Regions from separate parts of the Sus scrofa genome. Here region 2 is linked to region 1. Evidence: chromatin contacts called from public HiChIP or PLAC-seq data. All regions are on one chromosome and are shown on one strand. Each heading gives the region's core, a stretch centred on a gene start, on an enhancer-like site or on the middle of the called end of the contact. The rest is flanking DNA. Distances are from core to core; before and after follow the strand shown. Region 1 overlaps CD36 (CD36 molecule). Region 2 overlaps GNAT3 (guanine nucleotide-binding protein G(t) subunit alpha-3).

The links. HiChIP or PLAC-seq counts read pairs in DNA pulled down with a chosen protein or histone mark.
Region 2: an H3K27ac HiChIP or PLAC-seq map of alveolar macrophages shows a contact between it and region 1. The contact joins two enhancer-like sites. A contact is called at or near these places in 2 of 2 datasets of contacts at active chromatin or transcription factors (alveolar macrophages and skeletal muscle).

Annotation. Positions count from the first base shown.
Region 1 is chr9:99,736,889-99,740,624 of Sscrofa11.1, forward strand. All of the region lies in intron 1 of CD36 (CD36 molecule), which reads right to left. Among named protein-coding and RNA genes, the nearest start is that of CD36, 11 kb to the right of the region's middle. Within about 2 kb of position 2,158, at least 1 of the 83 cell types and tissues checked has an H3K27ac peak or open chromatin away from gene starts, as enhancers often do. A contact at or near this core is called in alveolar macrophages, where this site is marked.
Region 2 is chr9:99,895,774-99,899,509 of Sscrofa11.1, forward strand. It overlaps GNAT3 (guanine nucleotide-binding protein G(t) subunit alpha-3), which reads left to right. Exons shown (of 8, transcript XM_021063492.1): 5 at 2,546-2,674. Among named protein-coding and RNA genes, the nearest start is that of GNAT3, 49 kb to the left of the region's middle. Within about 2 kb of position 1,913, at least 2 of the 83 cell types and tissues checked have an H3K27ac peak or open chromatin away from gene starts, as enhancers often do. A contact at or near this core is called in alveolar macrophages, where this site is marked.

The DNA of each region.
Region 1 (3,736 bases), core at 908-3,407:
ATCAAACCCTCAACTGCATGGTTCCTAGTCGGATTCGTTAACCACTGTGCCACGACGGGAACTCCACTTCAGTTACTTTAAAAGAAAGTCATTATTTCACAATATAACCAAATAAAATGCCTTGCATTTTGAGGGGAAAAATTTTCCTCAATATTAAAAATCCATTCTTATAAAGAAATTCTCAGAATCATATAGGCAAAATAAAAAATTTCAGAAAGTAAACTATCTCTCAGACAGACTAACTGAATAAATGCCTCTAAGTCAAACTTGAAAGACAACAACCTAACAATAATAGGCAGAAATACATTCCATTCATTAGATTGTATTTAAACCAGTGCTCATGGATTGCTTGTGCTGTCCCTTCTGGGCATGTATTGAATCTTTTTATTTGCAGGCTGTTCTACACAACAGGAAGGAAAGGCAAATACTTTTTTCCCAGTATTGCTCTTTTTCTAGTATATTTTGACTGAGACATTTATTTAGAAATTAATAATGTTATAAAGCTTTGGGGTATATATATTTTTTTTCTAATGTCAGAGCACTGAATTACGATAAAGTAGAAATAGACCAGTAATGTCATTATGATTTATGGGTTTTTTTTATTACTTTTTTTTTTTTTTTTTTTGCCTTTTAGGGCCATACCCACGGCATATGGGGATCCCAGGCTAGGGGTTGAATCAGAGCTACGGCTGCCAGCCTATACCACAACCACAGCAACACCAGATCCTCAACCCACTAAGCAAGGCCAGAGATCAAACCTACATCCTCATGAATGCCAGTCAGATTTATTTCCGCTGAGCCACGACTGGAACTCCTGATTTACGCTTTTCAATTAAGAAGAATTTACAAAGATTTCAGTTAATTTTAAAGGATGATTTCCTTATAGTTGTAAACCATTTATCTTTGTTCCATTAGTAAGGTAGTATAAAAGCTAATTCAATTAATATTTTGATTAAGGATATCTCTTGTATTGTAGTTAAGATGCTTTGATATATTTTCTTCTCAGCCTTTAATTCTCACATATGTACACCAAAATACACACCCTCCAATGTGACAATTCAGAAATAGCTCACCAACACAGGAGTTCAGATAGGACCTATTTTAAACCACATATCTTAAATATTTTAAAAGGATACTTAAGTTATAATGAAAATATGTACACTGTTAAAGAAGGATGTTTCAGAAAAAAATACATGCAAAATAGATACCTAAGTTGACACTGAACTTACTTGGATCATTATTAATCAGTGGCCTAATGTCATCTAAATCCTCTGTCTGGAGAGGACAGTGCCACACCCTCCCATGAGCAGCCCAAGGAATCAAATGAACATTCCCAGAGGTAGCTGTTAAATATTCATTCCTATAGACAACAGTTCCTGAGTAGCTTAGCTCACGAGACCCAGAAAACACACAGCTAAATAAAATCTGCAACCACATATTTATATTTTGCTCAAAACATTCTCCTGGAAGAATAAGACAGAAAAATGCTGTACCCATTTCTGAGTAATGAATGTTGGGGTTTTCATTTTAAAAAGATTATGTTATGTGCAGTATTTTGAAGGGATATGTTTTAGAGGAGGGTATATCTTGCCTTATGAAAATGTGCTATAGTACTAAACAGATTTTAGTAGAATGAAAGATATAACTGTTAATATACTAACGTCAACTAGGCCCAGCTCTTTTTTTTCTAAAAGACCATATAGGGTTTGGAATCCAACAGAATCCAAGTGAATCTTGATGTGAGCAGGACCTAACTACATTGAGTGGGGATTAGGAGTTAAATAACTACTTATTTTCTTAATCAAAAACATGGAGAAACCTAAATAAGATAATCTTGATAGCTAAGTGTGGTGAGCTGTGTGCCACATGTGGCAGAGATCTGATTACAAGACATCAAAGTGTGTCTCTTCCCATGAGGCCCCTACCCTTTTCCCCCTTTTCTGCTTTGGTTACTGAGATTACATGGCACCATCAGAAATGCATTTGACTTTTTTTTTTTTTTTGTCCTGTCTCTGCATTTGCTAGAATTTTGACTTAATAGGAAGGGAGACCCTTATCTGTTTAGTTCATTGCTGAATCCCCAGAGCACAGAGCAGACACATAGCTGGTAATCAGCTGAATGAGTGTGCTCACTCATGACTATTGTAACCACAATAATATTTTGAAAGGTGCAAGATTGACCAGTAAGGAGAAGTTATTATACTGTTTGTTCATACCACAGATATACAATGCTTTGAAATGAAGAGCATCCACTGTGGAAGGGAATGGGCCTAAATAGGAATTAGGAATCCAACCCTTCCCTCAGTGTATGACATATTATTGACTACCTTACCTCTCTTAGTCTTAGTGGAAATAGCTCCTTCTCAGAACTGTTACAAAGATCAAGAATGATAATATGAAGGACTTAGTACAGAAACTGACATATAGTGTTTGTATAATAAATAAGTGTTATGGTGATATTGGCTCCTAAACAAATTTTTATTTCAGGGAATTTATTAGAATAATATGGATGATAATATTGAAAATTACAGAAAGGCATACATATACACAATGGAATATTACTCAACCATTAAAAGCAAATAAATAATGGAATTTGGAGCAAGATGGATGGACCTAGAAATTGTCATGCAAAGTGAAGTTAAACAGTGAGACACCAACATCACTTGCATGTGGAAACTAAAAAAACAAAAAGGACACAATGAACTTTGCAGAGCAGACACTGACTCGCAGACTTTGAAAAACTTATGGCTTCAAAAGGAGACAGGTTGCAGTGTGGAGGGATGGGCTGGGGGTTTGGGATGGAAATGTTATAAAACTGGGTTGTGATGATCATTGTACAACTATAAATGTAATAAAATTCACTGAGTTAAAAAAATTTAAAAAAAAGAAATTTACGGAAAGGCATAAAATAAGACCACCAATTCTATTCCTTAGAAATGACTAATGTTAAGTATATGCCCATTCCCCAGTAAACCCATATATACATATAAAATTTAAAGTTATAGACACACACACACATATAACATATATATGCACAGTGACTAATGCATATATTGAATCAATCTTCAACATGCCTCTTCCGATATTAGGTGCCTTGAAGATATTCTCATGTCATGGAAAGTGTTAATGTTCTCTTTTTTCTTTAATAAAATAATTCCATAATAAATGTAGTATTGTCTTTTAAATGACCAGTCTTAGATTTAACAGAACTTCTGTTTTTTCTGATCCTCTGATCTTATAAAAACAATGCTAAAAATTCATGTACTCATAGATTTGTTTATATGCTGATGTACAAACCTGACTAGTATCCATGATGACAACGCATGTTTGATCACTGGCCTCACTCAGTGGGCTAAAAGATCCAGTATTGCTGTGAGCTGTTGTATGTCACAGATGCAGCTCAGATCTGGGGTTGCTGTGGCTGTGGCATAGACCTGAGGCTATAGCTCTGATTCAACCCCTAGTCTGGAAACTTCCATATGCCATGGATGCGGTCCAAAGATAACAACAACAAAAAAAAGATCCTTAGAACAGTATTTCTAGATAAGCTCATTCATGGAATGTGACACTTGTGGAGTAAAAGAGGAAGAATAAAGTAAGTTGAGTAATTATAAATATTGCAACATATTTGAGAAGCCAATACTAAAATTTCTAGAAGAGGAGTCACATGGCCCAAGTTAACAGTTTTGTTAGTGATGGAAGGTTTTGTGAATTGGGAGCAAGCAGATAGTCACCA
Region 2 (3,736 bases), core at 663-3,162, 160 kb after region 1:
GTAATATAATTGTTTTTAAGTACCCAGATAGATTTGTATAGTGTAGTAGAATAACAACAGGAAAGTTGATTTCCTCCATGTCTAAGAAAGTTTTCATATAAAATCAAAAAATGTAAATGTTAACTTTTTTGCCCTTAGGGATCCTTACAGAGAAGGCCACTGCTTTCTTCCAAAAATAGTGTTTTTAAAAAATACTTCATTACATTTACATTTTAAATCTAAATATCAGATTGATACCACATCGAGTTTATTTCATATACATTATATAGGGCAGTGGTCTTTCTTTTCCAGCCTCTCTCTTTCTCACCACCTCCCTACTCTCTTTTCTTTACTTCTTTCTTCCCTTCTTTCCATCTATCCATTTTTTGCTGTGTGTGAAAGTAAGATATTTGTTATTCTCTCAAACCTAGATATATTTTAAGTTGAGGCCAACAAAGAGGTGAGTCCTAATCAGGCAAGGTTTTTGTTGGCAACATAACACCTTCCTGCCAATCAGTACCAGCAAACTGAAAGAAAAGCATCATCATGGCAGTCGAAAAGATTTTAATACGTCATGTCATGGTTTGTTGAGTGGCACTGTCAAGTGTGCAATTTAAATTCCATATGCTTTAAGATTTAACATAGACTTCACCAGGAAAAATACTATTTTTACATGACTAGTCAAAGAATAAGATATTTTTTCAGTGATTTGAGCTATAGATATTTAGGGCCTCTGGTTTGGTTTAAAAGTTTTAGCACCCAAATTCTATATTTGTTTATTAAAATGAGCATTTTAAATGCAAATTTGTCACTCTGGTAATGCTTCTGCTTTGCTTGAAGTCATTTATACATGCAAATAAAGTTACATTAAAATGTGTCTTTACCAAAGCATTCATTTAGCTGTCATTTAAATGATTTTAATCTCTATCATAGCAAGTATGTTTTTATTTTTACTCCTGCATGAACCAGTTGACCAATAGTATACTACCAGATATACAGCCTGAGTTAAAAGGAAATTCATCAAGGACTTTGCTTCAAAGGAGAAAATGGATAAACTAGAAAAATCTCCCAATACTTTCTTCTGATATAATTATCATGATTCATCTTTTTTAAATTAAACTTTATTAGAATAAAACATGGTGATAAATTTTCACGTTCTACATGTACATGTTTCTAAAGTGTGATTGTCTCTTTGTCCTTGGCCAAAAGTTCTTTGGGGCATTTTACAACGTTTAGTTCATTTCACCTTAAAAGCAGAAAGATCCTCTAAGAATAAAGTATCTAATTGTTGTTCAATTTATTTTAAAAAATAAAATAGCATTGGTTTTTAAGGCATTGTTCAAGGTGCCCAGAAAGACAGCTCTTCAGCTTAGTCCCTGACAATTTCAACTTTTGAATAATATCTAATATTCAGGTAGATTATACCTCTCAAATTCTGACTAGATTGCCGCATGCTCATTATGATCTTTCTATTTAGATCATATGTTTAAACTTGGTTCAGTATAATGTCCAATTTTGTCACAAAAACATTACCAGGTTATTGCTATCTTTATTTAAAATTTTTTTATAGAAATAGTTATATAACTAAGCTTCTAGAGCCTTCATATCAAAAGTATAGAACAAGTTGTTTTAAAGTGTTTTTAAAAAAAGCAATAAAACACTGTTTTAGTCAAAAGATATGATCTGGTTTGTCAGATAAAGCTAAGAGCAGTTTATTTCCTCTAATCTAATAGACTCTTATAGAGCACACAGCTTAATCAGTCTCACTCCTGCCTCTTACCACACCTAGATCCTACAGGCAGAAAGAGGACAGTATTTCACCTGGTAACAGGAGGTTTTTAAATGTGGCCTCTGTGTAAAAATGAAGGATAGAGTGATGCACTGATGGAAGAGAAGAGGAAGTAGGAGAGGCTACAGTGTTTAAGTTCAGGTCTCTGTCCCAAGGAGTGAGTCAGCAATTTCACAAATTTGTTCCAGCATGAATCAACAAAGGTTCAACATGAAATTCAAAGATTCAGCATGAATCAACAACTGAGATAACTAGTACTTAATTAAAATGGTTCTGATTCCTAAGTTAGAACATCCAGGAGAAACAATACACTAACGTTCGCATTATACTGAAACCAATCACTCTCTTATAACTCAAAGCGTCTAAATACAAAGTACAGCATTTTGAGACTCTTTGACTGACCATGATTACAACATAGCATTTTGGGGGATGATCTCAGTCCTACAAGGAGAGTTCTCCTCTCAAATGTCTACATAGACACCAATGAATCCATCACATCAGCTTCATAAAGTACAAGATAAGGCAGTATTCACCCAGCCACCTTTAAACAAACTCCACAGGTCAGCTGTGTGTCACACTCAGTGCTCTGCAATGTCCCAGCCACCAAGCTCTTGGAATTCAGAGGAGCAGAGTTTGAAGATCACCAGTCTGGAGTTTAATCATTTTAATGAACTCTATACAAAATACTCATTTGTATTGAATTCTGGTATCTTAAAATGTAAAGTTAAAAAAATATATATATACTAGCTATTTTTGTTGTTGTTGTTGTTTTATTAGCTACCTAAATGATTTGGACAGAATAGCAGCTCCTGGATATGTCCCAAATGAGCAAGATGTTCTACATTCTCGAGTGAAAACAACTGGAATCATTGAAACCCAGTTCTCATTTAAAGACTTGCATTTCAGGTATGATCAAATGTATTTTTTAACAGAATATCAACAGAAATATGTATCAGCCTCAATATTTCTTCATGGAGAAGAGCTCTAACCCATGGTCAAATGCGGTGAGTCCTTACTCACTTTCATTACCACTGTCTTTGATGGCCCTCCTATAGCTCTACATGCCAACCCTCATCCTGAACCTCATCCTTCCCTCCAAGGAAAATACCTCTGTCTTTAAGCAGGTGGGAGCTACACTGTATTTTCCTCTTACTTGAAACTGATAACTTACTTTGAAAAAAAAAGTCAGTTTATTTAAATAACATTAAGCAACAGGTGCCAGGGATCCCATTTCCTTTATCTTCCTACTCCCATTTGCTTGAAATATTCTTATTGTTTCCTTAATTTGAAAAATGTAAATAATTGATACGAGAACTATTTGAATATGGTGCTATTTACTGGAATAACAAGGCTTATTTTATAAGTACAGTTTGGTATAAAGATGAGCCCACTATTTTCATTGTTATATTATCAAGACTTTTCAAGAAATTTTATTACTAAATTACTCATTTACTATAGCAAGGAATATAAATCCATACCAAAGTGTTAGAAAATATCCCTTAAGGACCTCTCCCTATGGATTGTGGATGAGATGGAATATTAAACATTGAAACAATGTTTTAGATGTACCTTTTAGTAACTTTTAAAAGTCAATAAAAATGTAAGTCATTGATGTATACAATAATAGGAATATTTTTAAAACATAGAAAATATGGACAAAAATAGCATGAATTACTTGGCAAAGTTGCAGGATACAAAATCAATACACAGAAATCAACAGCGTTTCTATATACTAATAATGAAAAAGCAGAAAAGGAAATTAGGGAAGCAATCCCGTTTACAATCGCATCCAAAAGAATAAAATACCTAGGAGTAAACCTACCTAAAGAAACAAAAGACCTATACTCTGAAAACTACAAGCCACTGATGAAAGAAATCAAAGATGACACAGATAGATAGAAAGATATAACATGCTCATGGATTGGAAGAGTTAGTATTATCAAAATGACTATACTACCTAAAGCAATC